7 separate regions of the Mus musculus genome follow, and all the other regions are linked to region 1. Evidence: chromatin contacts called from public HiChIP or PLAC-seq and promoter capture Hi-C data. All regions are on one chromosome and are shown on one strand. The core of a region is the stretch at or near the end of the contact, and the rest is flanking DNA. Distances in the headings are between cores, read along the strand shown.

What was found. Promoter capture Hi-C pulls out the DNA fragments that hold promoters and counts their contacts. HiChIP or PLAC-seq counts read pairs in DNA pulled down with a chosen protein or histone mark.
Region 2: a contact with region 1 is called in an H3K27ac HiChIP or PLAC-seq map of extraembryonic endoderm stem cells, with 3 times the contacts expected there. The contact joins the enhancer-like site here to the promoter of Atf7 in region 1. A contact is called at or near these places in 1 of 39 promoter capture datasets (the C10 cell line), 1 of 484 Hi-C or Micro-C datasets (the C2C12 cell line) and 2 of 115 datasets of contacts at active chromatin or transcription factors (bone marrow-derived macrophages and extraembryonic endoderm stem cells).
Region 3: a contact with region 1 is called in a FOXA1 HiChIP or PLAC-seq map of pancreatic cancer cells. The contact joins the promoter of Krt8 here to the promoter of Atf7 in region 1. A contact is called at or near these places in 1 of 39 promoter capture datasets (stem cell-derived epiblast-like cells) and 1 of 115 datasets of contacts at active chromatin or transcription factors (pancreatic cancer cells).
Region 4: an H3K27ac HiChIP or PLAC-seq map of embryonic stem cells shows a contact between it and region 1, with 2.6 times the contacts expected there. The contact joins the promoter of Smug1 here to the promoter of Atf7 in region 1. A contact is called at or near these places in 7 of 39 promoter capture datasets (the 3T3-L1 cell line, 3T3-L1-derived adipocytes, the HPC-7 cell line and 3 more), 1 of 484 Hi-C or Micro-C datasets (the C2C12 cell line) and 5 of 115 datasets of contacts at active chromatin or transcription factors (bone marrow-derived macrophages, embryonic stem cells, extraembryonic endoderm stem cells and 1 more).
Region 5: a contact with region 1 is called in an HNF4G HiChIP or PLAC-seq map of pancreatic cancer cells. The contact joins the promoter of Copz1 here to the promoter of Atf7 in region 1. A contact is called at or near these places in 7 of 39 promoter capture datasets (the 3T3-L1 cell line, 3T3-L1-derived adipocytes, the HPC-7 cell line and 3 more), 1 of 484 Hi-C or Micro-C datasets (forebrain) and 2 of 115 datasets of contacts at active chromatin or transcription factors (fibro-adipogenic progenitors and pancreatic cancer cells).
Region 6: a contact with region 1 is called in a promoter capture Hi-C map of pre-B cells, with 2.0 times the contacts expected there. The contact joins the promoter of Cbx5 here to the promoter of Atf7 in region 1. A contact is called at or near these places in 6 of 39 promoter capture datasets (the C10 cell line, hippocampal neurons, liver and 3 more), 1 of 484 Hi-C or Micro-C datasets (embryonic stem cells) and 5 of 115 datasets of contacts at active chromatin or transcription factors (the SCID.adh cell line, bone marrow-derived macrophages, memory CD8 T cells and 2 more).
Region 7: a contact with region 1 is called in a promoter capture Hi-C map of liver, with 6 times the contacts expected there. The contact joins the enhancer-like site here to the promoter of Atf7 in region 1. A contact is called at or near these places in 4 of 39 promoter capture datasets (hematopoietic stem and progenitor cells, liver, pre-B cells and 1 more), 1 of 115 datasets of contacts at active chromatin or transcription factors (bone marrow-derived macrophages) and 1 of 9 other capture datasets (liver).

What each region holds. Positions count from the first base shown.
Region 1 is chr15:102,624,030-102,628,097 of GRCm38.p6, reverse strand. Atf7 (activating transcription factor 7) reads left to right here and starts at 2,634. Exons shown (of 12, transcript NM_001310067.1): 1 at 2,634-2,736. Gm25141 (a small nuclear RNA gene) reads left to right here and starts at 213; the gene lies at 213-319.
Region 2 is chr15:103,181,068-103,185,004 of GRCm38.p6, reverse strand. No RefSeq gene overlaps it. Among named protein-coding and RNA genes, the nearest start is that of Smug1, 20 kb to the right of the region's middle. Within about 2 kb of position 1,649, at least 104 of the 459 cell types and tissues checked have an H3K27ac peak or open chromatin away from gene starts, as enhancers often do. A contact at or near this core is called in the C2C12 cell line, bone marrow-derived macrophages and extraembryonic endoderm stem cells, where this site is marked.
Region 3 is chr15:102,002,079-102,005,909 of GRCm38.p6, reverse strand. It overlaps Krt8 (keratin 8), which reads left to right and starts at 1,568. Exons shown (of 9, transcript NM_031170.2): 1 at 1,568-2,012. The coding sequence starts at 1,671.
Region 4 is chr15:103,161,767-103,165,697 of GRCm38.p6, reverse strand. It overlaps Smug1 (single-strand selective monofunctional uracil DNA glycosylase), which reads left to right and starts at 2,414. Exons shown (of 6, transcript NM_027885.3): 1 at 2,414-2,426; 2 at 3,724-3,895.
Region 5 is chr15:103,270,865-103,274,826 of GRCm38.p6, reverse strand. It overlaps Copz1 (coatomer protein complex, subunit zeta 1), which reads right to left and starts at 1,939. Exons shown (of 9, transcript NM_019817.2): 1 at 1,886-1,939. The coding sequence starts at 1,903.
Region 6 is chr15:103,238,230-103,242,319 of GRCm38.p6, reverse strand. It overlaps Cbx5 (chromobox 5), which reads left to right and starts at 2,468. Exons shown (of 5, transcript NM_001076789.2): 1 at 2,468-2,587. Hnrnpa1 (heterogeneous nuclear ribonucleoprotein A1) reads right to left here and starts at 1,923. Exons shown (of 11, transcript NM_001039129.4): 1 at 1,792-1,923; 2 at 1,124-1,240; 3 at 728-874; 4 at 207-417; 5 at 22-114. The coding sequence starts at 1,806.
Region 7 is chr15:102,090,063-102,093,870 of GRCm38.p6, reverse strand. Eif4b (eukaryotic translation initiation factor 4B) reads right to left here. Exons shown (of 15, transcript NM_145625.3): 9 at 3,777-3,808; 10 at 2,377-2,474; 11 at 672-885; 12 at 158-213. Among named protein-coding and RNA genes, the nearest start is that of Tns2, 11 kb to the left of the region's middle. Within about 2 kb of position 1,935, at least 74 of the 459 cell types and tissues checked have an H3K27ac peak or open chromatin away from gene starts, as enhancers often do. A contact at or near this core is called in bone marrow-derived macrophages and liver, where this site is marked.

The DNA.
Region 1 (4,068 bases), core at 1,385-3,884:
TTTAAATACTAGGAGCTGGAGAGATGGCTCATCAGTTAAGAGCACTGGCTGCTCTCCCAGCAGACCCGGGTTCGATTCCTAGCACCCACACAGGAGCTCACAACTCTGTAACTCCAATTCCAGAGAATCTGACACCCTCACAGAGACATACATGTAGGCCAAATATCAATGCACATAAAAGAAAAACAAAGACAAAAACAAACAACCCTCATGTGCTCGATTCAGTAGCACATATACTAAAATTGGAACGATACCTAGAAGATTAGCATGGCCGCTGAGCAAGGATGACATGGAAATCTGTGAAGTGTTCCATAATTAAAAGTAAAGACAAAGCAAAACAAAAACCCCCTCTTTATTTCACTTTTGCTATATAGGGAGAAATCCCTTGGATTCTTCCACCATTGAGAGGATGCCAAGAGGTTAGATAAGATCACTGACAGGAAGTTCAGAAAGCTGAATAACAAAAAAGCTGTGAAGGGAATCAGGTCTGGTGAAGCATGCCTGTAATCCTAGCACTCTGGACAGAGGAAAAGCATTTAGAACACATATTCTAAGTTACCCAGATAGTCAGACCCTGTCTCAAACAAACAAACAAAGAAAAAAAAAAAAAGAAAAAGAAAAAAAGAAGAGAAAAGAAAAGAAAAGAGAAGAAAAGAAAAGAAAAGAAAAGAAAAGAAAAGAAAAGAAAAGAAAAGAAAGACTGTGTTAGGTGTTGATATTTAGCTCAGTGCTGGAGTACAAGGCCCTGGGCTCAGTGCCTAGAACAGAGAAGAAAACAGCTTCAAAGGGGGAACAGAGCCCATTACCACCCCTCCACCCCACCTCACCCCTTCTTCTGCCCTACCCCATACAGCCACACACTGGGCAGAGACTATGGCTACAATATTGCTACTGTTATAAAGAAGAAAACACAACTAGTTAGCTGTCGGGATCCCTGGAATCCCTTGTCAACTCTACTTAAATCTGTTCAATTCTTAAGCTTTTATTTACAGTAACACAAACACAAAAAGTACCATCTTAACCACATAATTTGTGTGTGTTCATGTGTATCACAGACTGGTCTCAAATTCACAGAGACCTGCCTGCCTCTTCTTCAGGATAAGTTTTTCAAATGTAGCTCTTATATTTGATGTTCTCCTGAAAGTCTCAAGGCTGTCTCTTAATAATTCAACTCCTCAGGCTAAAGAGATGGCTCAGCAGTTAAAAGAGGACAGACCATTCTTCCAGAAGACCTTGTTTCTAGTCCCAGCACTGACACTGCAGGTCTCAACCATTTGTAACTTTAGTTTCAGGGTACCTGGTGCCCTCTTCTTGCCTCCACAGGTAGGCATCTGGTATGTAGATGGTATACATTCAGGCCAGACAAGTGGCTCATACTTAATACAAGTACTTAGGTGGAGGCTGACACAGGAAAATGAGTTTCAGGACAGCTTGGCTTCAAAATAAGCCCTGCCTCATTCATAAATAAATAAATAAATAAATAAATAAATAACTTTCTCAAGAGGACTTCTCTCAATACTAGCAATAGTGTTTTTCCCCTCTTAGAGTTGCTTTCGGTCTCATTACCCTGAAAAGCTCTTCACTTTCTGAAGTAAGTATAATTATTGACTTATGACCTATCTCTCCCTCAACCGTAAAATAAAAATTCTGTCAGAGAAATTTTCCACATGACCAGGACAGTGTTGTGTGTGCTTTTGTTTTTGACGTAGTATGTGCTGTTGGTATTTCAATAAAATACTTGCTGGGTAACATATACAAATTTTAAAAAAAAAAATCACTGTGCTGTGGCTTCACACTGAGCTACACTAACAGTCCTACTTTCTCTCTGTAAGTGTGTGTGTGTGTGTTGTTCACAGGTATGGAGGGTTGTCCAAGAGACCAGATGACAACTTCAGGTTTGGTTCCTCAGAGCTATCCCCCTTATTTTTATTGTTTGTTTAACGCGGGATTTCCCACTGGCCCAGAAGGCTAGACTGGTGATCATCCATGGTCTTTTGGGGGTGGGGTGGGGGGTTGTTGAGACAAGGATAGCGCTGGCTGTCCTGGAATTCGCTATGTAGACCAGGCTGGCCTCGAACTCACAGAGATCCGCCTGCCTCCATGTGGCGATTAGAGGCGGGCGCCGCCGCGGTGAGGCTGGAGTTGAACGTACTTCCTCACACTACCATCGTAGCTCACACACAGCACACACCGGGCAGGGGCTTCGGCCAGTGAGGTGCTGTCAAGTGTAAAGCAGAAAGTGCAAGCAGTCACCTGCTCGGATCGACTCTTGCTTAACTTCCTCCACACAACTAATGACCAGCTTGGTGACTGAAGTCCCTCTCTTGGCTCCGCTCCCTTAATTCCCCTTTATCCGAGGGCTGCCTGAGACACTCTCAGTCCCTCCCTGCCTTTGCTTCACCTTCGGACCTCCACAGCTACAGACAGATCGGCAGCGTTAGACGCCAGGGCCGCTCTCCCCGCGCTGCCCACACTTTGCAGCCGAACACGTGCGAGTCGTGTGTACAGCGCTCGCCCAACCTTCCACTCAAGCCACGCTCACAGCAAGCCCCGCCCCTAGGCCCTGGTCCAACTCAGCCCCACGAGTCGCGCCCTCGCCCCCACTTCTCGCGAGAAGTGAACACGCCTGGCCGGACGGGAGGAAAGTATCTGCTCCGCTGAGGGGGGAAAGGAGGAGCAGGAGACAGATTGTGGGACCGAGCGCGGGCGGGCGGGAGGCGCCGGAGCTACCAGCGGGTGAGTCCTGTTAACATTAGCTAGTCCGTGGCCTGACAGGAGTCTCTCCTTCTACTCTGGCCAGTCCCAGCGTCCCGGGCCGGGGTCTCCCCTCCCAGTCTGTTGGACGGGGGCGCTGAGGCGGTGGCCAGGCCTGTCTGAGGAAGAGGGTGGGGCGTAGGCTAAAGACAACCAATAGGAGAGAAGGAAGCCACAATTGGCGGCCATGAGCGCTAATGGGAGATCGCCTTTACCTTGCGGAGTGCCGCCCTCTTCTCTTCTCCCGCCTCCTTCCTTTTGGAGGAAGGCGGGGCCAGAGGACTGAAGTGTGGGGAGAACTTGGGGTAAGTAGCCCCGGGGGGCACAGGGCGTGGCGAGGAAAGGGGGGTTGAATCCTGAGGGAAGCGAAGTCTAGTGGAAGTCTAATGGAGGGATCTTGGAGTGGAAGATAGAGGAGGACTGCTAAACTAGGTTGAAGACTCAAAAGATTTCCCAAAAAGTGGGTTTAGGGCTTGGCACTGCAGAAGGCAGAGGTAAATAGGCAGGAGGTAGGTTTGGGTGACGAGAGCCTGGCTCAGGTGAAAGCACGCGTTGTGTGGTCGAAGTGGAGCATTGGGAAACGGGGGTCCTGGCGTTTCGATTGAATTCAGAAGAATCTGAGCAAGAGACACGGTGTCAGAAAGTATGGATCTGGACAGATTAAGTGGATGAGTTTAGGAGGACATGTGAGTGGGTTGGGTTGCTAGAAGGCATCGCTTCGGTGATAATATGGAAATCCAGAGGGTAAGGGGGGATATTTGGAGAAGAGACAGCGACTGACATACAGTCTGGTTCTTTCTTCAGTCGGGAGACCGCCAGGATACTGCTTAGTGTTTTTTGGTGGATATGGCACCCAGACTGGTGACCAGCCAGCCAAAATGCTGGCCCGGGGGTTGAGAAGAAGAAAAGTAGGGCGCTACTCTGATTGTCATTTTTCCAGTGTTCCACTTTCCAAGTTTCATTTCTTTCAGAACACAGGGATGTGGGCCTGGGACTTCGCAGTCCAAGTTGGAGACCCGTTGGGACTTCTATGTTGCTCTGAAATGCTTATTATGTGCACTCACTGGGGTGTTTACTACCCAGGGCACCTCCTACCCAGATTCCCGTGTTACTACTTTCCTAACTTTGTTTTCTGCTTAGCAGAGGGTGTTTTAATATCTCTCAGGGTTCATATGAAGTATAGGTTTGTGGAGATGTGCAGGTTTTTTTTTTTTTTTAATTTCAGCAAACTCATTTGTTTCCTATGTTTAAAATTTTTTCAGCAGTATAATTTCTGAAGAAACTATAGGTACTCTAAACACTAACAAATAAATT
Region 2 (3,937 bases), core at 400-2,899, 560 kb before region 1:
GGATCCTGATATGAAGCTCTGGCTGACCTGGAATTTACTATGTAGCCCAGACTGACCTGAAACTCAAGATAATCTTCCTGCCTCAGCATCCAGAGTGCTAGGATTACAGGTGTCAGCTAACATCTGATATACGTGTGTATGTGTGACACACACACACACACATACATTTTTTACTTTGTTTTTTTTGTTTGTTTGTTTGGTTTTTGTGTATGTGTGTGTTTTCAAGACAGGGTTTCTCTGTGTAGCCCTGGCTGTCCTGGAACTCACTCTGTAGACCAGGATGTCCTTAAACTCAGAAATCCACCTGCCTCTGCCTCCCAAGTGCTGGGATTAAAGGCATGTGTCACCGCTGCCCGGCCAATTTTTTTTTTTAATTAATTTTTTTAGGGTCTTCCTACATTGCCCGGGGTTATCTTGAATTTGTGATCCTTTTGTTTCAACTCCTGAACATTTGGGATTACAGGCCTATACCACCAACTCTGTCTGGGAGACAAGAGGGCAGGAAGGCAGTCAGGGTAGGAAGGCAACAGCTCATGAGCGGAGTGAGGGCAGTCCAGAGGCTGCAGTCCTCTGACAGAAGGCCAGTGGGCACAAGCCTGGCCCAGATGTAAGAGATCAAGCTACATGGAGCTGCTGGCAGAAGTCGAAGGATGTTCTTAACCAGAGCATACATCATAATCTTTGCCTGAAATTCGGGGAGTTTCCAGAGTTTTGGGGCACCCCAATCACATACACTGCATTTCAGCAGGATACCAGACTTCACCAGTCCTTCAGGAAGGTTGGACTAGGAAGGAGTCTAAGTGGTCCTGGAAGACTAGGAGGTGGTGGTGTCTAATCCCGGTTGTGGACCTCGGTCTGCGGCTGGAGGATGCAAAGAGATGCCCAGAAGGTGGCGCGAGCCGGCGACAGCGGTCAAGCACAGAGGTGGCCCGCTCCATGGGTCTCACTCGCCCTGCGTGCAGCCCACCCACTGCCAAATGAAGGCATGCAGCCAAAGGCAGCCGAGCACAGCTGGATATGCAAATGTGTGCAAATGACATGGCGCCTTGGTTGGGGAGCGAGCGCGGCGCTGTCACAATTCCTGCTTCAAAAGACTTAGGGTGGGCTGTGCATGGTCCCAGTCCCGCTTGCTGGGTGACCATTTCCTGGGCTCCCACACACTCATCCTGCATAAGGCACAGGCAAAGAGCAGGCCCCCTGGCATGGAGAAATTTCCCTACCCACCTGTCAGCTGAGCGTAGTTCCTTAATGAACAGGCATGTGAGGCTCGCTGTGACGATACCACACTCACCCCAGCCTCAGAATCCTCTCTTCCCAGGACCAAACCATTTGCCCTCCTCCATTCCTTCATTAATATCCGTCTCCCTGCTTCCCTATCTGAAGTCCTTCCAGAAGTCTAACCACAATCACACTTGCTGCTGTTAGTACGTTACTTTTCCTTGTGGTTTGGCGAAACCATTCTACAAGTCCAGGTTGCTGTGTTTTTGAGTGTGTGTGAACAGGCTGAAGGATTCCAAGGCACTGCTGAGGAATAAGTCCCTACCCTAGGCTAGAACCCCGGAATCCGGTCCGGCGCCTGGGCGCTCTCCCTCTTCTGCGCCACCTACAACGGCCACACGGGGTCTTCCTTGAGCTAAGAATGGGAACTCGTGCGCCCCACGCTGGTGCGGGCGGGATGCGGGACTCTTAAGACTCGGCTCAGGCTTCCCACCGAGCACCTCTCCGCAAGCAGCTTACGACCTCCATCCCCCATCCCCACACCCCAAATCACGCTTAGTAGGAGGGCGGGGAGGGAGCCACATACTAAGCGCCCTCCCAGGGAAACTGAGGCTCTCCACCAGTCCAGCTCTTGGGGATTGGGTATGGCACAGCTAGCGAGGCGGAGAGATAGGAAATTAGAATGGGGGTGGAGGGAGACCATCAGAAGCAGCGTTGGATGGCCTGGATGACAAAAGGCGAACGGAATGCAAGATAGAGTGGCGGGGACAGTTTTTTGTATAGGGGAACGGAATTGTAAGCAAGAGTGGGAAGAAAATTAAGGCACTCACTTTCTCCAGTGAGGCTGTAACTTGGCAGATTTGGCTGTAGATGCAGTAAGAGGGATGGTGGTTAGACACCAAGAAGGACTTCCCCAAAGTAGTCAAACCTGGATGCTCAGGGAGAAGGACTGAAAATGAGGACTGTAACCTGAAACCCCCTCATAACTAGAAACTGGTAGGGAGAGGAGGTGTGAAAAATGCTGCGGCGAGGGGGGGGGGGGCGGGGCGGGGCGGGGTGGGTGGGAGGGGGAGGCAATGGAAGGAAGCTCAGGTGGAATGAGTCGCCCTTCACCCCCGGAAGCGGCGGCGGGTCGGACCAGGTGCTCACATCGTGGCCGCCCACTGGGACGCCCGGGTGGCCCCGCGCCCCACCCCCGCTCCAGGCTGGCCCGGTGGGTTCCGGGGCGAGACTGTCTGCAGGACCTGCCTCGCCTCGCTCTTTCCAGTGCCCAAGTCGCCCTGGGTGGTCGCAATTTGGAAGCACACAGTAGGGAGTTTAAGTCCCCCAAGACCCGTCCCCGCGGTTGACACCGGGTGTGTGTGTGTGGGGGGGAGGTAAGGTGGGGGGGAGAGGCTCAGGTGTCCGGCAGGGGGCGCCCGCGAGAGCGAGGCCCTGCTCCGGCACGTCTCGCGCGCTCCCTCTGCTGGCAGCGGCGCTGCCTCCACTGCAGGCCGCCGGTGGACCCCATAGACGCTATCCGACCCTAAGGCAGGCCTGGCTCCTCTCCATCCTTCAGAGGTGTGGGAAGATTTAAGAACAACGATCCCACGCAGTTCTGCAGCGACTCAAGACCAGCAGAGTGGGAATCCCCAGACCTCAGAGGGATCTTTCATGTCCACTGTGGAGGCCCGGAGTCCAGCCTGTTCCCAGGGTCTCCTAGCCAAGCTCCAAAGTACCAGTGCTCTTCCCCATTTGCCAGAACTGTCTTCTGAACACACAAATCAGTATGGGCCTCTCCCTATCTCCAAAGTACTCACAGGAAAGGACGCTCCTCCGGCCACCTTGGCTTTGCCCATGTCCACACTTGTCCTGCTCCTCAACAGCCTTGGCAATGGCTTGCAATCTTCACTAGCAGGTTCCTGCTCAATCCTTAACGTACACTTCAAATGTCCAAACTGAGTTTTTCCTTCCCATAGAGAGTCCAGCTTGCCTATAACAGAGTCTGGCCTTTATTTGATACTCCTGCCTCCAACTCCTTAGCGCTGGAATTATGGGCACACACCACCACCCTAGGCTACGTGAACTTTAGAAGCATCTCTCTTGTGGAGGCTTTTATCCTAGGCGTGATCTAATTATTATCCTGTTTTCCATGCTTCCATCTAGAACAAGATGGAGTTCTTAAGCACACTTAGTGTTGCTGGGAGCCCACCTAATCTCTCCCACTGAAGCACACAAGGACTCACGTGTGCCCCTAGGCCTAGACTGACCTCTACCTGCCTATAAGACAATGGGACAAACCACTCCTGGAGTAGACTCTGGACTCTCAAGAGATCAGCTGTCCCCCTGTTTCTTTGGTTTTACTGGGAACCCAAATCTAAGGGAGGGAGCTGCAGAGCCTAGATACAGATGGAGGGCACTTACTCCCTGGAGAGTACTGAGGACTCCCCGGTACTTCTTGGGTCTAACCTACTCCTCACTCACCTAAGCTGGGGCTTGGGGGCAAAATCATAAATTTGGGAGACAAGAGGAGAGATAAAGATCGTTTGTTGAGAATGGTGTCATCAATCAAGTTGCTGGAGAGAATGCAAACAAAAAAAAATTCCCTAAACCTGGGTGCTCAGATGCAACATTCCAGCCTTTCTTAAAAGTCCCCAGCCTCGAGTCAGCCCCTCCATGGGTTTGAGGTTGCTATGGGTTCATCTCTAAGTTCTGTCTGTATCCTCAGAAACCCCAGTCC
Region 3 (3,831 bases), core at 319-2,818, 620 kb after region 1:
TCTCTTAGTAGGTGCTTACTCTTTTCCCTGGCTATGGGGTGGTGTCTGCTACCGCCCAGTTCCCCAGGGAATTTGGATATCTGTCATCTATTGGTTTCCTTAATTGAGATCCACCCAATCCCCACATCACACCCTGAAGTGCCTTCCAGAGAGCCCAACCCATCAGGTAATTTAATTGCAGGTGGAATCTTTGCCTTGGGGACCCAAACCTCTTGCCTGCTTGCTCCACCCAGGCCTGGAGGGCCTTGCTCTGCTCCCCAGTCTCCAACCTCTCACAGGTGCAGGCTGTGCCCCAGCTTGTTCTCCTGACTCACTCTGATAATGGGATAATGAGTTCAGAGAGACAGGTGCAGGGAGACAGGGTACTATCCTCATCACATCTGGCCAGCCTGGGGCCGGGGGCAGAGGAGAAGGGTCCAGGTGGCTGGAGAATGAGTCACCACCAGCAGGGCCATCCCGTTCCAAGGCACCATGAGTCACTGCCCTGGCAGCCTGGGGAAGGTGTCTCCAAAGAAGCGATTGCAACAAAGCCCCTGTGCCTCTATTCTCTGGGGTCTCCCTTTTCTGCCTTGGCCTCTGTCCCTCAGTCTTTGTTATTCCTCGAGGCCTCTGTCTGGTCTGGGGAATTCTCTCGGGTCTGGGTAGGAAAGGAGAATACTGTGCTGTGTCCAGAGAGAAGAGCTGCGTTTGATTTCTCTTTACCTTGCACAAGAGAGAAGACAGCTAGAAGCCTGTGTTTCATTCATTCCTCAAATATCTACCTACCTTCCCACCCCCCTTTGCCAGCCTATGGGTGCAGGATGCTGCACAGGTAGCGGGGTGGGGTAGTGGTGTTAGCTGTAACCTGGGCAGACAAAGCAAACAGGAGCTTGGGAACGAAAGGGCCCTGCTGGTCAGCCTGGCCAGCTCCACCTAAAGGAGGTCTCTTGGAGGTATTAGGAGAGACCAGCCAGAGATGTGGTGGATGAGGCACACCCTCAGTCCTAGTGCTGGCTGGTAAAGGCCGGTGCCGGCTTTGGTTAGGCTTCAGGGTACTTATACCCCCAAAGGGGTTGTGACCCCCCCCCCCCAAGATTCTGAACCACAGGATATTTGATATGTCACCTCTGGGAAAACATAGCTCTATCCCTAGAGGGATTGCAACCCACTGGTGGAGAACCTACAGCATATCTGTTACGTGACTCCCGAGGAAGGGCCCTTCCGACCTTCCTTGAGTTTCAACTTCTAGTGAGTTCTAGTAGCTTGCCTGTGTTGAGTTGAGACCCAGTGTTTTAAACTAAAATGCCTGGGAACCCTTTCAGCCCAAGTAGTTCTCACAGGAGGGCAGGAGATAAGACAGCTTAGGTCAGAGATCCCAGGCTCACTTCCTGCCTTCACAGGGATCAATTGCTCTCTCCTGGATTTTTAGGGTGGGGCTGGAGAGGGATCCCGGGTGGGAACAGCTCTCTGCTGCCCTCACCTGAGTCCCGTCTGGAGGTTGCAGACGTTGGGTTAGGCCCTGCCCTCTAGTGTCTAGCCACTCAGGTAAGAGGCCCTTTTCCCTCCCCTGGGGCTGGCCTCTTCTTTTATAAAGGGCCTTCGCTGGGCGCTGTCCCACCGTCTAGAAGCAGCTGCTTAGCTCGCTCTCGAACCTCCGTCTTCAGCTCACTGCCTTCGCTCCAGACTTCACCATGTCCATCAGGGTGACTCAGAAATCCTACAAGATGTCCACCTCCGGTCCCCGGGCCTTCAGCAGCCGCTCGTTCACGAGTGGACCCGGTGCCCGCATCAGCTCTTCCAGCTTTTCCCGGGTGGGCAGCAGCAGCAGCAGCTTCCGGGGAAGCATGGGCACCGGCGTGGGTCTGGGCGGCTTTGGCGGGGCTGGTGTCGGGGGCATCACAGCCGTCACGGTGAACCAGAGCCTGTTGAGCCCCTTGAAGCTGGAGGTGGACCCCAACATCCAGGCTGTGCGCACTCAGGAGAAGGAGCAGATTAAATCCCTGAACAACAAGTTCGCCTCCTTCATTGACAAGGTGAGACCCCTCTCTTCCCGACTAACCGTCCTGCGCTCGCTCTTTCTTCTGCTGACACAGAGATGCGTACATCTCTCCTCGCACCCCCCATGAGCTCCTGTTGGGACCCACCCATTCTGGCCACACTCTCTTCTACTTCTCTCATACCCTTTGGCTTGGGCCCAGAGGGTCTGAAGTGCTTGTGACTAAATCTTGGAGCACCTTCCCATTCACTGGAGGGCCTGGTCCCTTCCCTGTGGCTTTGCTCTCTGGTGGCGGGGACGCCCCCTCGCCCCCCCGCCCCCAACTGCCCCAAGGTTTCCTCATGGTGCCCCGTGCATTGTGTATTTTTCTATCTTCCTGTTAAATAATGGAGGGCGGTGTAAGGATTTTAGAAGGTTTCAGGTGTCTTGATTGAACCCGACAAACGCATATGGAGGTCTTTGGTGCCCAAGGCTAGAGAGTGGGGGCTCCAGGCTGAGTCACTGCTCGGCCCCTGCCCTGCTCCAGTGGGCGGGGCCGCTGTAGAGCCAGGGCGGAGGTCTTGGGTCTGCCCTTCCACCAGGAGTGGGGTGGGGTGGAGGGGAGGGTGAGTCTCAGGGCTCCGCCTCGGGAAGGCCCGTGCGAGATTCAAAGTCTGCGGGCGTTGGACACTCCGCTCCTGTTTCACGACCTGTTAAGACCGGAGTTTATGGCCTCAGATAGCGTCGGCCTACCCACGCCCCTCTGCGAGCTTGGCCCTTGTACCCCTTTCACTCTTTCTACGGTGGCTCCGCCCCAACTGCCTGGTTCCTTTGCAAGCCGAAAGCCAGGCCAGGTTTTGCAGTCCTGTGGCACAGTGGCCTTCGTGGCCCCGGGACGATTGGCCCTTTTTTGCTGACTGGCTCCTGAGAGGCGGTGTGGGAACGGGAGGAGGGAAAACACGGGGCTGAGCCTGTGGAATCACAGGACGCCCCAGGAGCGTCTGCCTCTTCTTCACAAGGGTTTACTAGCTCCAACGGTCCGGTCCCTAACTCCCCCTAGAATCCTGATGGAGAGCAGTTGGCTCAGACATGGCATGTGCCTTGTGGTTACAGGGCCCGGCAATTTCCTCCAATGGGCCATCTTGTCAAGTTTGACTTCCTCTTCTGTAAAATGGACACGACAGGCCCCAAATCAGTTTCTCTGCCTGTTCAGCTCAAAGTGTGACGAGCTTTAGCAGCACCTGGCCCGAATTCAGCATTCCATTAGAATGGATTACTTGGGTTATTATTATTATTATTATTATTATTGTAATTACGGGGAAGAAAGGATTTATAGTGTGGGTTGTGGGAAGGTAATCCGATTGTTCCCACAGGATGGCTTTCTAGTTTCCCCCCAGTTTAAAAAGTTAGCGCTCCGGCCTGAGAGTGTGAAGTGCATTTTGCTCCTATGGAGCAGTCAGGCTATTATCCTTACAAAAGGCTTTTCCCTGTACCACGTCTTGGATTGTGCGCTCTAAGATGTGAAGGGGGCAGGGAGGGCGGGGTTGGTTGTGGACAAGTGGGAAGAGGGTCGTGGGACTCCCAAGGCTAAGGGGTCTCCAAGGCTGCTCCAACAGGGTGGGAAGGATGGAAGGAGACGTACCTGCCTGCTCTCTTGCTTCATCTTCTGCTAAAAGTGGGCCCTTGTGGAGAAGGGGCTCCCAAAAGCGCCTACCTGAGCCTTCTGGAGCTATTTGCAGGGTTGGGGAGACCCAGACCAAGTTACACAGCTCAGGGTAACAGTAGTGTTGCTATAGGAAGCAGGGAGAGAGTTCCCTACAATTCCCAGGATCTTTATTCAAGATCCCTTCGAATGATCATCGATAGTGTGATAGATG
Region 4 (3,931 bases), core at 1,165-3,664, 540 kb before region 1:
GGAGCCCTTGGCAGGAGAAAGGCTGCCTGGCCTAGAATTCCTAGCGAAGCAAAGCTAGCTCCCTCAATGGCCGATAGATGGCGCTCGTGGCCCAACACAGCCTCTGCAGCCTGCGGAAACCCGAGGGAAACAAGAAAGCAAGTTAACCCTTCTGCACCCGGGAGGCGAGTAGAGGCTGTGGGGCCTCAGAGGCCCCTTCACAGCTTAGAGCGCACCTGCTAGCTCTTTCTTGGCTGCGGCCAGAATCTACTGTCCCCCTTATCTCACAGGACCAACAGACATTGTCAGCCTGTCCGTTGGAAGCTTCTGGAGGGTCAGGAGACTAGGGAAGGGCTATGCTCACCTTTCATCTCTGGGTCTTGTTTCTAAGAATCTTTAGCAGAGCTCCATGAGAAGGCAGATGCTGAGGGGTATAAATTGAATTGGGGGTGGTGACCCGTATGGGACTTCAATTCTAGCACTTGGAAGATAAAGTCAAGCAGATCTCTGTGAGGTCAGTCTGGTCTCGGTAGTGAGTTCCAGGGCAGCCAAGATGAGACCTTGTTTCAAAACACTACCACTACCACCACCACTACCACCAACCCCTACCCCTGAAGCAGGAACAAAAACCCACTGGAAGAATCGGGTAAGCCAAAAAATTATGGGGGACACAGGTATCTGAACGGAAAATGAAGTCTATAATTAATTCCTTGCATCCTTCCACCAACTTCTTTTTTCTCTTTTCCTTTTTTTAGACAAGATTTCACTTATCTCAGGCTGGCCTCGGATGTGATATGTAGCAGAGGAACTTCCTGAATTTCTGATACCCCTTCCTCCTCTCCCAGAGCTGTGGTGTTACATACAGCCCTCCTGTCTCAACAGGCTCTTAGGATTCTTAAATAACAAGACAACACTATGGTGAGGTTTTGTTTGTTTGGAGACAGGAAAATGTGCAGAAAACAGAGATAGAGAGTCCTGTTCACGAAGTTTACTTTTCTTCATTGCAGAGGAAGTAGAGATATTGAGGTGTGCCCAGGGGAAGATAGAGGCACCTAGAGACAGAAAGCAAGCCATGGAAGAGGTGAGCGACAAATCGTACAGAAAGAAAGTGGCAAGACCCAGAGGGACAAGGCTGCTGTGCACTACAGCTCAGCAAGTAAGGGGCAGCCTCGATGGAATACAGGTGAGTGATTCCTCACCTTGATGCTGGATGGTCACTACTCACAACAGCTGCACCCACTGCTTTTATCTGGATGCTAGAGCAGTCTTGGGAAAGGCATTGTGTTCTGGGTTCCCTGGTCTTCTTCCCTAGCACCCATTGGGGACTTTGCTTTGGTGATGAGAGCCCTGGCTTCCCCCGGCATGAGTATTGGGGAAGGCAAGGGACCCAGAAGATATCTACCCATGGAAGATTCCAGTTGAGTGAAAAGTCACAGTGAAATGTCCAGTTAGATAGGAACAAAGCAGGGTGTGAATGGCTTTGGAAGTCAGTGCTGAGGGGCTAGTTAGGTGCAATTAGGGATTAAAGTTTGTTGGAGAAGGCTTCCTGGGAAGACTATTGTAGGAGAGTCTGGAAAGATGGGATGTGTTATTTATATATGTCTACTTATGAGGGCCAGGAGACATAAGAGTTGGTAAATAAACAAAAATCTGAGTCAGGACGATCTTCCTTACTAACCTGGGTGGGCACCACCAACCTGTTCAGAGTCCAGTGCAACCAATGACTAAGGAAGGGCTCTTAACACAAAGGGCTTCCCTGGTTCTCCAGCTTACAGGCAGCAGGTCCCATAGGGCTGTGAGCGTATTTCCACAATACATCTCCTCACATTGATAAAAGGATGGTTTTGATTTTGCTTCTTGGAGAAACCCAATTCAGGATACAGGCTGGCAGATGTCAAGGCAAGAGAGAAACAGATTAAAATGGCGAGGCTGTGGATTTAGATGCTAATGCTAACAGGGATGTTCACTGTCAAAGAGGTAGGTGCTGAGAGAAATGCCTTCGTGGATATTTGTTTGGTTGTTTTGTTTTGTCGAGTCAGGGTTTCTGTGTAGCCCTGGCTGTCCTGGAACTCACTCTGTAGATCCGCCACAACCACACGGTTGCCTCTTTGGATGTTATGTAAACAGTTAATGGCCCTTGGAGGGCTGCAAAGATGATGCCTTATACCTCGGGGCAGCAAGAGGGAAAGGTCTCTGGTGGATGAGGTATTGGGGATGGCTGCAGAGTCCAGATGGTTGTGACGTCTTGATGTAAATCATATTATTAAACTACAATCCCCAGCGACCCGTGGAACTCTTTTAGCGAGTTTTCCGGGGATTTGGCATTTCCGGCGGAAGCAGACGTCGCTAGCCATTCTTCTTATTTAAATGCTGTCGACTACAACTCCCAGTGCCCTCCGCGCCAGGACGAAGAAAGGAAGCGGAAGCTGCATGGGGAGCTTGTGCAGGTGAGGGAGTAGGGGGCTGGATCTCTGGGAAGGGCGGTGGGGGCTCTCGGAGTTCCGGAGAGGTAGCCGCTCTGTGACTCCAAGGCCTACAAGGGGCCCCTGTGAGCCCTGCAGCGCTGTTTTGATTTAAATCCTGTGGATTTCTGTACCACCTACAAGGGACAGCGGCTAGCTAGTGGCTTGGATTCTTATTTTTGTTTTAGGTTTATTTATGTTATTTTTTATATATGGGTGTTTTGTCTGCACACCAGAAGAGGACATTGGATACTATAGGACTGCAGTTTGACTCTTGCAAGCCGCATTATGGGTGCTGGGAATTAAACTGAGAACCATTGAAAGAGCAGCCAGTACTTTTACTTAATGAGCCTCCATCGCACTGTGGCCTGGATGTATCTCAGGGTTGCCCTTTGTTTTTTAATGTAATTTGAAATGTGTGACATGTTTCTTAAGGCATTTTGCTTTTTGAGGGGAAAAAATGCACACACACACACACACACACACACAAAAGGCTCCTGATCTTCTCATCTTTCCGCCTCTACCTCCTGAGTGCTGAGCTGATAGATACGAGCTTCTATACCTGGTTTACAGTGCTGGGGATTGAACCCAAGGCTTCATTCATCTTTGGTATACACTCCACTGAGTTGCAGCATCAGGCATTGAGCTTATGGCTGTTGGTGACTTTAGGGAGGACTGTCAGACTTCCTGCTAGGAATTTTTTTTTTTTTTTTTTGATTTTTTGTCCAGGACAGCAAAGCTCAGATTATATCTGTCCTCTTAGCTCTTCATGGCTTATCCCAAACCTGTCTTATATCTTATTTTGGAGTTATCCCCCCAACATATGAGGGACTCAAATATTTAAGAAATAAACAATTGCTGGAGGTAGGTTGATGGTTCCTATAGAGAAGAGCCTTAAAGTGATTTGTGCAAGAGAACCTTCTTAGATGTCTTGGCTGGTAGGGCTCTTGCCACCAAACCTGATGACTTATATTCATTCCTCAGAGCCTTGACAGTAGAAGAGAACCAGCTCCCAAAAGTTATCTTTTGCCACATGAGTTGCTAAGGTGTGCTTGCTCTCCCTAGTAAATAAAAACAACTGTTAAGAGAAAGAACCGTTTAAGAGAGGAAACCAGGACTAGCATTCTAGTTAGCCTGTGACACTTGCTACCAGATGAACAGTGAAAATAAGCTCTCCTCACTTCTGTGCATGCCTATCCTTGCTGTCTTCAGCCCAGAGCAGACCCATCTTAGACCTGAGAGAGATCCCTGTGCTGTTTTTTCTAATATTGGTTCTACACAGGGACTTGCAAAGCAAAGGTCCCAGAAAACCCAGTTCGCCACACCGTCCTCAGCTTTCCAGAATGTTCTGGGAGCCTGTGTGGACAAACCAGATTTCTAGCCTGCTATGGTGACACATCCAGGTAATCCCAGCACTCGGGAGACTGAGGCAGGAAGAAGGCCACTGGTTGGAGGTTAGTAGGTCTACATCTTGAATTTTAGGACAGGCA
Region 5 (3,962 bases), core at 690-3,189, 650 kb before region 1:
GTCTGTTACTACATGCAGCTGGTTAGCTCAGCTGCAAGGGGGAACAATGAGGAAGAAGCAGGCTGAGAGATACCACACAGTGCAAGAAAGAGAGAAAATGACACAGAGATTTCCCCATACAACCTCAGCTCTCCTAGTGCTGGGGTCAAACACAGGGCTTTTAAAGATAGCTAGACCATATGCTCTTAGCATTTACACCCAGCCCAACAGAACCAATGGGAAAGGAGTTCCCCAAGTACCATTTTCCTCACTCTTTAAGCTGGTTCCACTAAATTACATTAATTTTGGTTTTATGAGACGAGGTCTTATTTTGTAACCCAGGCTGGCCTCAAACTAGCAACAATATAGCCTCAGCCTGAGTGCTGGGGTTACAGGTGTGAGCAACCACACCTGATTAAGAAGACCAAAAACATCCAAGGAAACTAGTTTCACAGACTCTATCCACATCGTCACAAGATTTTTAAAAACTCATTGACCGGTATAGTAAATACTTGAACTACTCAATACATTAAACATTTTGCTTCAACTTGTCCAACACATATGATGAGAATAAATTCTCTTTGACATTTGCAAGAAGGAAAGTAAGGAGGTTTGAACAGATAGGTCAGTGGTTAAAGTGCTTGTCATACAAATAAGAAAACCAAAGTTCAAATTCCCACATAAATGCCAGGTGAGTATAGATGTCTGCCCTGGCTACGTGGCAAAGTTGATTCCAGTCAGACCTACATGAAACTCTCAGTGAGAAAACTAAAACAAGTTGATGTGGTGGCACATACCTCTAGTCTCCGAATTTGGAGGGTAGAGGTAGGTGGTCCTCTGTGAGTCTGAGGCCAACATGGCTTACATAATGAGTAGCTAGGGCATCAGGAAAGGGAAAGGTAGAGAGGGACCCTGTCTCAAAAAACTTTTTTTCCTTTAAAGAAAGAAAGAAGAAAAAGCTTTTTTTCTTTTACTGACAAGAGTTTGATATGTACACTTACAAGGAATATAAATGAAAACAGGAGCTAAGGAAGACTCTTAGAAACAATCCTGGAGTCCAACTAAAGGAAAGAAGCTGGGAGTTAAATTCCTACACTAACACACAGACACAGGTAGGCAGACTCATGGGTCTCTAAACTGCTGGCCAGTGTCTTGAAAGAAATGCTCTGATCCTGTTCTAGGGGGCAGAACAAGCAGAAAGGATCAAGGGACAAGAGAGTTAAATGCACTTCTATAATCACAATTCTCATGTAAGCAAGAAGGCTGAAATGGATCTTACAGTATGAGTTCCTAAAGTCTGAAGGAGGGGAGAGTAGGAGAGAAGAATAAGGAGTCAGAAAAAGATATTCCAAAATCTATACTAGCTCTACCAAGTATTCCTGAACCTGGATGGAATGCTGACTCTCAATCATGACAGAATTACATACTAAGGATTAACAGGAAAATAAAAACAAGTTTTGTAAAGGAACAGGACATGGAATTGCCAAAAGGTAGTCGAATTCTGACCACCACCAGGAGGATCTGGGACTGACAAAACACCTCTCTTCTGCCATTGCAACTTGGGGGACTAGAATATGAGGGTTTGGGGAAACTCAAGTAGGTATGATCCACAACAAAAACCATCGGGGAGAACTTGAAAGACACCCCTCCAGCGCAATCAGAATTCTCCTAAGGACCCTGCATGTTCTCTTCAACTTTGCCACCGACTCCTGCTCTCTTGCCGGCAAGGCTTCCTACTCTATACCGCGGCTCTAGCTCCCATTGTAGGCCACACTTGCATTGCACAGATAGCGGGAGCTTTGGCCCCCGAGGCCTGCCCGGAACCCTCTCCCGGCCCCAGCTGATGAGCCCCACCTCCCGGACCCCCTGGACACCACAACGGAGCCACTGGCCCTCCAGCTCCTACCAAAATCAGCGCCTCCATCTTGCCCGTAGCTGCTGCCGACGTGGAGTCGCACAAGCGACGTCACCGCTGATTGGCCCTGAGTCTTCGCTAGGTCCCGCCTCAAAGAGGCAACATTGGGTGAAGATGAGCCAGCCTTCGCGTCTTGACCAGTCAGCGTAGTCACTCGCTTCACGGAAGCCAACTGTCCAGCCAGAAGAGGCAGCTGTTAGATTGTCACCCGGAATTTTCAATGAAAGGCCAAAACCTCAGCACTGAAGGGGCGGGAGGATCATTGAGGGCGGTGTTGTTTCCATGGGGAACGGAGGAAGCGATTGTTACTTTGCTATTGGTAGGAGGAAGCCACGTGATTCTGTCAGCCTCCAATTCGCACTCGCTATAGGGGGTGCTATGTGTAGCCCTTAACATTAGCCTTGCTGAGAAGCCCTACCCGAATACAGATTCCCATCGCCACCATTAGGATATCCACAGCTGTAGTGTCCTTGGGTCATTTCAACAACCTCGGAAAGTTCACCAAGTTAGCTATAGGCAGCCAAGCGTTAACTACACAAACCAAGGTCTCGAGAAGTATATCCCAGGATATACACGTGTGGCATGCACACATACCCAATAAATATATATTTTTTTAAGATTTATTTATTTCATTTATATGAGTACACCGTAGCTGTCTTCAGACACACCAGAAGAGGGCATCAGATCTCATTACAGCTGGTTGTGAGACACCATGTGGTTGCTGGGAATTGAACCCAGGACCTCTGGAAGAGAAAGCACCCAATGTTCTTAACCACTGAGCAATCTCTCCAGACCACCCCCCTCAATATTTTTAATGTAATTTACTTAAAAAAAAAAAAAAAACTGTGGGGACTGGAGATATGGCTCGGTAGTTAAGAGCTCATATTCGATGGGCAGTGGTGGCACATGTTTTTAATCCCAGCACTTGGGAGGCAGAGACAGGCGGATTTCTGAGTTTGAGGCCAGCCTGGTCTACAAAGTGAGTTCCAGGACAGCCAGGGCTATTTAGAGAAGCCCTGTCTCGAAAACAAAAACAAAAAAAAAGAGCTCATACTCTTCGTGTGGAAGACCTGAGTTCAGTTGCCAGCTCCTATGCCCCGTTGCTCAGCTTCAGAGAATCTGCTGCCCACTGCCCACTTTCTGTCTGGGAGTTGAGTACAGGAGACCTGCACTTTGATGGACAACGTTTTCCCACTTTGGTTCAATTTGAAATAGGATATCAAGGCATTGGAGATTAGAGCGAATGGAAAGAAAGCTATCAGCTTCTGACCCCCAGAACAATAAGAGTTACAAGGCCAGAGATCATTAGCCTTTGACCTCCATCTTATGCTGTGTCCCACCTCAGTACCTGACCCTACCAGGGCTGGCCCCCCTACACCTCTCCGTGATCTCTGCATCAGTTCCTACCTCCAGGTTCCTGCCCTGCCTGAGTTCCTGTAGTTCCTGTCCTAACTTCCTTCAATGATGAACAGCCATAGGGAAGTGTAAGCCAAATAAACTCTTTTCTCCCTAACTTACTTTTTTGGCCATAGTGCTTCATCACAGCAATAGAAACCCTAAAGTCAGTATATCTGTGCACCCTTTACATACCTGGTACCTGTGGAGGCCAGAAAATGATATCAGATCCCATTGAACTGGAGTTGCAATGGGATTGTGAGCTGCTATTTGGGTTCTGGGAATCAAACCCGGGTACTCTGGAAGAGCAGCCATAGTTGTTAAAGGATGAATCCTCTCTCCTGTCCCAGTGGCGGGCATTGTTCTTGCTTTGGCAGATTAATGATAATAATAACATTTTTCTGCCCATTTATTATGTGCTAAGCATAATGCTCAACCATTCAATTATTTATTGTTTAATATAACTGGTGGGGTTGTTTGTTATAGTTGAATTTTTGTTTTTAATATTTTTATTATTTCAGAGTTCCATGCAATGTACTTTGATCACATTCAGAACCTCCAATTCCTCTCCTCAATTCCTCCTAGATCTACCTTTGTACACCCCAACTTCATGTCTTTTGTTTTGTTTTGTTTTTTCTTTGTTTTGTTTTGTTTTTTGGTTTTTGGTTTTTGG
Region 6 (4,090 bases), core at 1,219-3,718, 610 kb before region 1:
TCTAACCAAAAATTAACGCACCTCTCTGACTGGATGAAGCACTAGCCATCTCTTGCTTCGACAGAGCCTTTCTTACTTCACAGTTGTGGCCATTCACAGTATGGTATTTCTGAACTAAGAGAAAAAGGTAGATTCAGGACTGTAAAAAAAAAAAACACAAGAGGACTCCAGAGTCATTAAGGAACACGTAGTCCTCTGATACTTACTAACAATCTTATCCACAGAGTCATGGTCATCAAAGGTAACAAAAGCAAAGCCCCTCTTTTTCCCACTGCCTCTGTCAGTCATAATTTCTATCACTTCAATCTTCCCATACTGCTCAAAATAATCTCGTAGGTGATGTTCTTCAGTGTCTTCTTTAATACCACCAACAAAGATCTTTTTCACAGTTAAGTGGGCACCTGGTCGCTGAGAATCCTAAAAAGGAAAAATGACTTCAGTTATTTAGTAGTAGCAGTTTCTAAATGACTGGGAAGGTGTGGTGGCCCACCCCCCCCTTTTTTTCAGAGACAGGGTTTCTCTATATATCCCTGGCTGTCCTGGAACTCACTCTGTAGACCAGGCTAGCCTCGAACTCAGAAATATACCTGCCTCTGCCTCCGGAGTGCTGGGATTAAAGGCGTGTGCCACCACCTCCAGGCCCTCGCCTTTAATACCACTTGGGGGGGATCTCCCAATTGAGGACTGCCCCAATCATAGTCTCAGGTTAAAGAGAAAAACCACTCACTTCTCTTGAGACAGCTCTCTTAGGTTCCACAACTCTTCCATCCACCTTGTGTGGTCTTGCATTCATGGCAGCATCCACTTCTTCCACAGTGGCATATGTGACAAACCCAAAGCCCCTGGATCTCTTGGTGTTTGGATCTCTCATTACCTGTTTAGAGTTAATTCAATCAATACACTGCCTGATCTCAGAATCAAAAGCCATTCCTAGTCTGATCAAGGCAAACATGAAACTTCAGAGTGGGGGGGTGGAAATGTAAGCTTCTTACAGATCTGAAGAAAGCCCCAGATTTTTTTTTACCATCCCATTAGTTAACTTCACAAAACAATTTAGCTAAGAAGCAGCAGATTAAATCGGAAGAAATAAGCCAGCTCTTCCTTTTGTTTCTTTTAATCTTACCACACAGTCTGTTAGTGTTCCCCATTGCTCAAAATGGCTCCTCAGACTCTCGTCGGTTGTTTCGAAGCTCAGCCCTCCGATGAAGAGCTTCCGCAGCTGTTCTGGCTCCTTGGGAGACTAAAGTGGAGGAGGGAGTGTTTAGCGGAGGGGCTGGAACCTGGGAAAATGAATCAACACCCCGCAACAACACATGCTACACTTTTTTATTGTTCTTTATTACTGCACGAGACCACGTGCTCCTTCCTAGGCTAGGAGGTGCTGCTGGGGATTCACTCGAGTTGCACGCAGCGCATGCGTCCTTACTTTTACTTCATACGCACGCGCAACAAAGGGCACAGGTTAGTCGGGTCCATCCCCATTAAGACTTAATATCTCTTTAACAAGCGATTGTTAGACCAGAATGGGGGAGGGGAAGAAAAGGCCACACTCCCCAGATCATTAGTCTGTGAAGTTTGCCACAAGGAACAGTGCATGGACGTTAATGGCGGTCGGATCGCAGCCTCATGGTGACTATGAGGACAAAATGGCGACCTGCATTTTTTTAAAGTAGGCCTCAGCACTAATCGATAAAACACCGAAACCACGGGTGCGAGCAGCAAAACACGTCACATCCCGCTATATTCAGTAAGTGTGGAAGAAAGAGAAGCTGCAAAGCGCATCCAACTTACCTCGGACTTAGACATGACGGTAGAGTTACGAGAGCCTTCAGCGATGCTTCCTCGGCAGCGTCAAAGAGCAGAAAGGAATACGATAACGAACGTGCCCGCCAGCCTACCTTCTGCTCGCCCTTTTATCCCGCCTCCTCGCTCTCGGTATTGGTAGACTCCGCCCTTACTTGAGTCTTATTGGAGATTTGAAATTATTCCCTCCCACCATTGGCCCGTGAAGACGCCCTGCTAAGAAACGGCATCCGTTTGGGCGTTCTATTCAGACTCCGCCCCTTTGAGTCACTGATGCCCCAAGGGATCTTATCCTTAATCGCATTGATTGGCTAACTAGCCAGTCACTTATATTTGAATGTATTCACGTCTTTTAAATGCCTTTCATAACTTTCCCACACCCGAACATTACAAACTCACTCGTCAAAGGACCGCACGCTACAAAGTAGCTCACCGCGACTTTTCCCAGCCACTCCCTATAAGGCGCATGTGTAATAAAAATGGCGAGTTCACGCCGGCGCACTACGATGTTCCGCCTGCTGCCTGGAACACGTGAAATGGCGGGCGGGAGAGGGTTGTGAACCTAGGCGCCTGCGTAGTGGCGGGACCAGCGTCCAGTTTTGCGCAGGCGTTTTGGGCGGAGAAAAGGTCCAAGCCCAGGATTGGTTGCGCAGGCGCAGGGAAGGATCCGTTTTGGCGGGCGGTTGGCATTGCGCAGAAGGCGGCGGTAGCGGTGGCTTGTGGTGCCGCTTTACCACAGAGGAACCGTGCAGGCCTTAGCGTGAGTGATCACTTTAGATCTTGGGTAAGTGGCAGAGTCTCGTCTACCCGTACGAGATCTTGAACCCGCTCCCATTGCACCGGTTATTGTACGAAATGAATGGACCGCTGAACTGGTGGGGGGGGGGGTGGACGACGACAGTGAAGGGGCCGCGACGGGTCGGGCCAGCCAATAGGACAACTGGGGCGGGATGTTTTATCCTTGCAGGTTCTGTGAAGCTGCCTTGCCGAAGCATTTGACTGGCGAGCCTATAGGCCAATTGGGTTTTCCTATAGCTGCCTACCGATCGGTCCTTGGGCCATCGGAATGTGGGAGGCGGGTTTTTCTCGCCTGAGTTGCGTCTCTCCGAGCCAATGAGCCCCAAGCGCGCGATTGGCCGGCCTTCCCCAAGAGGCAGAGGCTGGACTCCTGTGGGGAGCGCGGGAGTTGGCTGGTTAAATTCTTAGAGCAAGCCAGGAGTCACTAGAAAGACAGGATTCCCCCCTCCCCCCCCCAATAAAGCTTACTCTTGCATTTGTGGGGGCGAGTATTTTAACTTAAAATGACTCCTATAACTAAGGCATTCATTCTGTATATTACCTTAGGGAAAACATATGTTTTCTTGTGGCCCTTGAGTTAATCATTTTTCTTGTAGTTTTTGGTACGTTCCTCCCTTCACTTGAGACTTTGGAGAACGTGCCTTTAGTCTTTGAAAACTTTTAAGAGAAGAATATTGAAATTTTGAATGAGATGACTTAGGTAAAGTACTTGCAATGAAAAGCATCCAAGAAAAATAGACTTAACCACTAGCACCCATTTCCAGGGACACTGTATTTGTATTTCTATCTCTATGAAAGTTTTTGAGAGTTACATGTCAAAAGTCAAAACGTGTTGCTTCTATGGAAACAGTGGGGCCAAGGCCTGTATGTTTGAGGGATAATTGTCATTGATGAAATAATGAAAACCTTAATAAAAATAGACACATTTGGTTTTTTGTTTGTTTGTTTTGTGTCATCATGTACTTGTCACCACCATTCATGTTCCCAATTCTTTTATCTGAATCTCTTCTCCGAAGAACATTTTTCTCCCCTAACATTCAAGATACTCTAAGCTCCTATTTCTGCTGTTCATTTGAGGATGTCTGGTGTGGGGTGAAAAAGCTGATTCATTTAGGAGGTATTTAGGGTGTTGGGGACAGAAGACTCCACCATATCTTGAGTTGTTATTCATTGTTTTGATTCCATATATTTTTGTATTTTCTCTGCAATTTTGTTGGTGTTGATAATACCCACACTTCTCAGAGTATCTAGACAAATGTATAATTTCCATTTATTATCTGTGTCTGTTGATTTATTTATAGTCTTTGAGGTAGAGGTACCTCATTGTGATAAGAAAATTCCAGCCTGGCGTTAGTGGTCATTGCCTTTAATCCTAGCAGGAAGATGGATATCTGTTTGAGGCCAGCCTCCTGGTCCATGTAGTGAGTTACTTGACAGCCAAAGCATAATCAGACCCTGTCTCAAAAACGAAGAAAAGAAAGAAAAGAAG
Region 7 (3,808 bases), core at 686-3,185, 530 kb after region 1:
TTAATCCTGGAGTCTCTCATTACAGGCATTTATTTTATTTATGTGCATTGCCTGCGTGTGTGCACATCAAATGCCCTGGAAAGAACTGGAGATATGCATGGTTGTGAGTACCACAGGGGTGCTAGGAACTGAACTTGTTCACATGGTGCAGGCTCACCTTTTCTTGATGGTCCTTCCTCAGGGGGCTGGACTGCAGCTACTTTCCCTCCACCACTGGAATAAAGCAGCAAGCAATCAGCCATCAGTTTTTACAGGAAAGACAACACAAGCTTACACCATTTTCCAAATGTACCAGGCTGCCTTTTCATTCCACACTACAATATTAAAATACAGGAAAGACTGTTGTCTTCTACACTTAAGGGCCATATGCTTTGGAAATCCAACATGCTTAGCTGGAGTCTTCTCTTGGAAAAATTTAAGAATCACTTGAGTGAGCAAGGTTACACTGACAGTATGTCCCAGGGCAAAGCATGTCTACATATTTCTATGGTAAATATTCCCATCATAGCTGATCTTAATCCACCAAACTCATGTCAACTGGTTAACAAAAATCAAGAAAACAGATACTGTTGAGACAACAGTATATGAATTATACAGGAGGCAACCTCCTCTGCAGCACACACTCCCTCAGGGCACCTCCACTAAGCAGCTGCTGTTACAGGCCTACTCACCTTGTAGGGGACGGCTGCTCTGTGTCTGAGCTCTGAGATCGGGCAGGAGGGTTAGAGCTTCGCTTCACCCACGCATTCTCCTTTGGTGGAGGGGCTGGCATTACCTTTAGAGGCTGGTCAGGTTTAGGAGGCTTAGAGGTTGGAGAGTGACAGTCTTCTTCTTTATTGAGGGTTTCATTTTCTAGAGACTTCTCACTCTCTCTCCTTCGTGTATCTGTGGGGGAAGAGGAGCTCGCTGTACAGAGCCCACCTGGACTGTAGCAGCAGGGGAATAGGGGCATCACATTCTTTTCCATCAGCAGCAGACAGACACTAACTGGTTCCTGATAGCTACAGTTACACATAAACCAATGGCTTCCAGGCCACCTGGAGAAAAGTGCTTTCTGGAAAAGGGGAAAAAGCTATCTGAAAGAACAGCAATCTTGTCTTTATTTGGAAGGAATGAACACTTTTTTCGGGGAGGTGGGGGGGGGGGTGTTACAACTTGTCTATGTATTAGGACAGCCGTAACTGGGAATAACACGCTCTTGTGGTGAATGGGACTCAGGACCAAAGCCCAGGAACCACTGCCCAACTCCAGCTCAGCAGAGGCCTTTACATGGGGACAAAAACCCAGACACATTTGTATTTGCACAAAAACTTCTCTGGAACCATGGAGCTTGCTTTGCCAACAGTTACAGCCTACATCTGAAGTACAAGCTCTAGCAAAGCGGCTACACAAAACCAGTATCACACTTACTCTAGCCAGAAGGAGCACTACACCATGTTACAGGGCGACTACAAAGGTCAAACAGCTTCAGAAAACTCTTACAACACTTGGCTCCATTGACAAATCACTCTGGCTTTGGGCTGTTTTAAAACACTCAAGTACAAGTAAACTTGGGAGGAAGGAGAGCTTTAGCAACAGCGAATCACAGTAAGAGGAGGACTCTACAATTCCTGTAAACCATCTGTATCAAATTCATCGTGGCATTAAGTGTCTTCTTTGTGCCTGGTACCTAGAGGCCAGACGTCATAATGACATCTTCTGGAACTGGAGTTACAGGTGATTGAGGGAACAGGGGAATTAAAACTGGGAACTCTACAATTTCTCCTTTACAGGAGGAGGGGTGCAGTCATCAGTGGCCCAGGACTCTGTGACACTACACACACATGCTAATGAGGAAATGACCATTTACCCCCAAGAACACCACTAATGTTGCCTAAACAACATCAAATAATGTCACCCCAAGAGGTCAAAAACCAGTGCAAAGTGAGGTGGCTCTAAAAAAACCAACACCAGTGAGACAGAAAATAGGGCTGGCAAAATATCATAGCAGGTAGCTTGCCACCAAAACCTGCTGAGATCAATCAATGACTGGAACATTCTCTCTGGGGAAAACAGACTGCTCCGAGTTTTCCTCTGGCCTTGTATCATGACACAAGACCCCACTCCTCCACAAAATAAATGGTAAAAAACAAAAACAAGACATCTAACAGTCAACTATTCTCCTTAGTGACAGACAGTCTGCAGATCACTGAAGTGTCTATTCTGGCACCTGTTCGAGGCCTTGCTAACTCAGGAGCTTCTGAGCAGAGCTCAAGGCCAGTCTGGTCACACAAGTCTTAGGACAGCCAAGGCTACATGGGAAAAAGAAGTTAACACTGCACAGCGCCCACACATCTGCGGGAGACAGGACTCCGATACCCACCCCACCTGACTTACTTCTGCCAGATGTGGCTGAGGCCCCAGTCTGCGATGACTCACTTCCTGTCCTTGACCGTTCTCTTTCCTGAGTTTCTTCACTTCGCCAGCTTGGGTGTCTGCACACAAGAGATCAACAAAGACGACACTTAATGCCACAATGAATCTGATACAAATGGTTTACACGAATTAACATCTATTAATTAATTAATTAATACACGGTCTTGGTGAGTGCAGGCCAGAGGACAACCTTGGGACATTGTTCCTTAGAAGCTACCCACCGTATTCTAATTTTATGCATGTGCTGCCCACATGTACGTCTGTGTACCATGCATGTGCCTGGTGCCTAGAGGCCAGACATCATCATGAGATCTTCTGGAACTGGAGTTACAGGTGGTTAAGGGAACAGGGGAATTAAAACTGGGGATTCTACAAGAGCAGCAAGTATTCTTAAGCTTTGTCACATTGGCCCACATGATCAGTGTAAGATTGTATCACACGGCTTTCTTTATCTTAAACCATTTCAAGGCAGCAGGTTACATATGCTGTTCTGAATACCTCAGGATTCCACATTAGCTTCTGCTCTGAAGACAGATGTGAAAGTCATTCAGACAGAACAGTGCTGAGCTTTTCCTAATAAAATCCTAAAATATATATATATATTTGTGCCAGGTATGGTAGCACATACTTTTAATCCCAACAATCCTAGGAGGCAAAAGCAGGTAGACCTCTGAGTTTGAGAGGCCATTCTGGTTTTCGGACAGCCAGAACTAGAGACCCTGTCTCAAAGAAAACAAAAATATTTTTCTAACAATTCTTATATTCTTTATGTTTGTATGCTATATGACCATAGCATACAAGCTTACAGAAAAAAACAGCGAAATAATTCCTGGCTATATTCAACAAGAAAAAGCATTCTCTATGTAATAAGAGAGAATGAATTTAGAGGTCATGCTGGCACCTGCACCACCTGGTAGCAGAGCATGAAGAGCATGAAGAGCATGAAGCCTGACTGGGCTCAGTGATTTCTGGTGTGGCCTGTTTTCAAAGATCAAGGCTAGTGAGATGACTTGGTAGGCAAGGACACTTCCTGCCAAGTCTGAAGATGCACAAAGTTGTCCTCTGACCTCTACATGCATGCTCACAAAGGTCAATAAAAAAAGAATTGGGTCAACCATTTATTTACTTCTGTTCCAAAGCACTACCAATTTCTATTTATGTCAGGTGTAGCACAAGTCTTTTTGAAAACATGAAGTCACAGAAGTCTTTAGTGTGTGACACTCTTACACTCTGTAGACTGCTCCACCCCACCCAATAAACACATCCGCGTGACAACCAGTAACCACTCCCATTTCCCAAGTGCTCAGGGCTAGGGTTAGGACTTGGCAGTAGGGAGAAGCCCCTTGTTGAAGACGCCTCACCTCTCCCGGGGCCGGCGGTCTAGTTTTGGCTC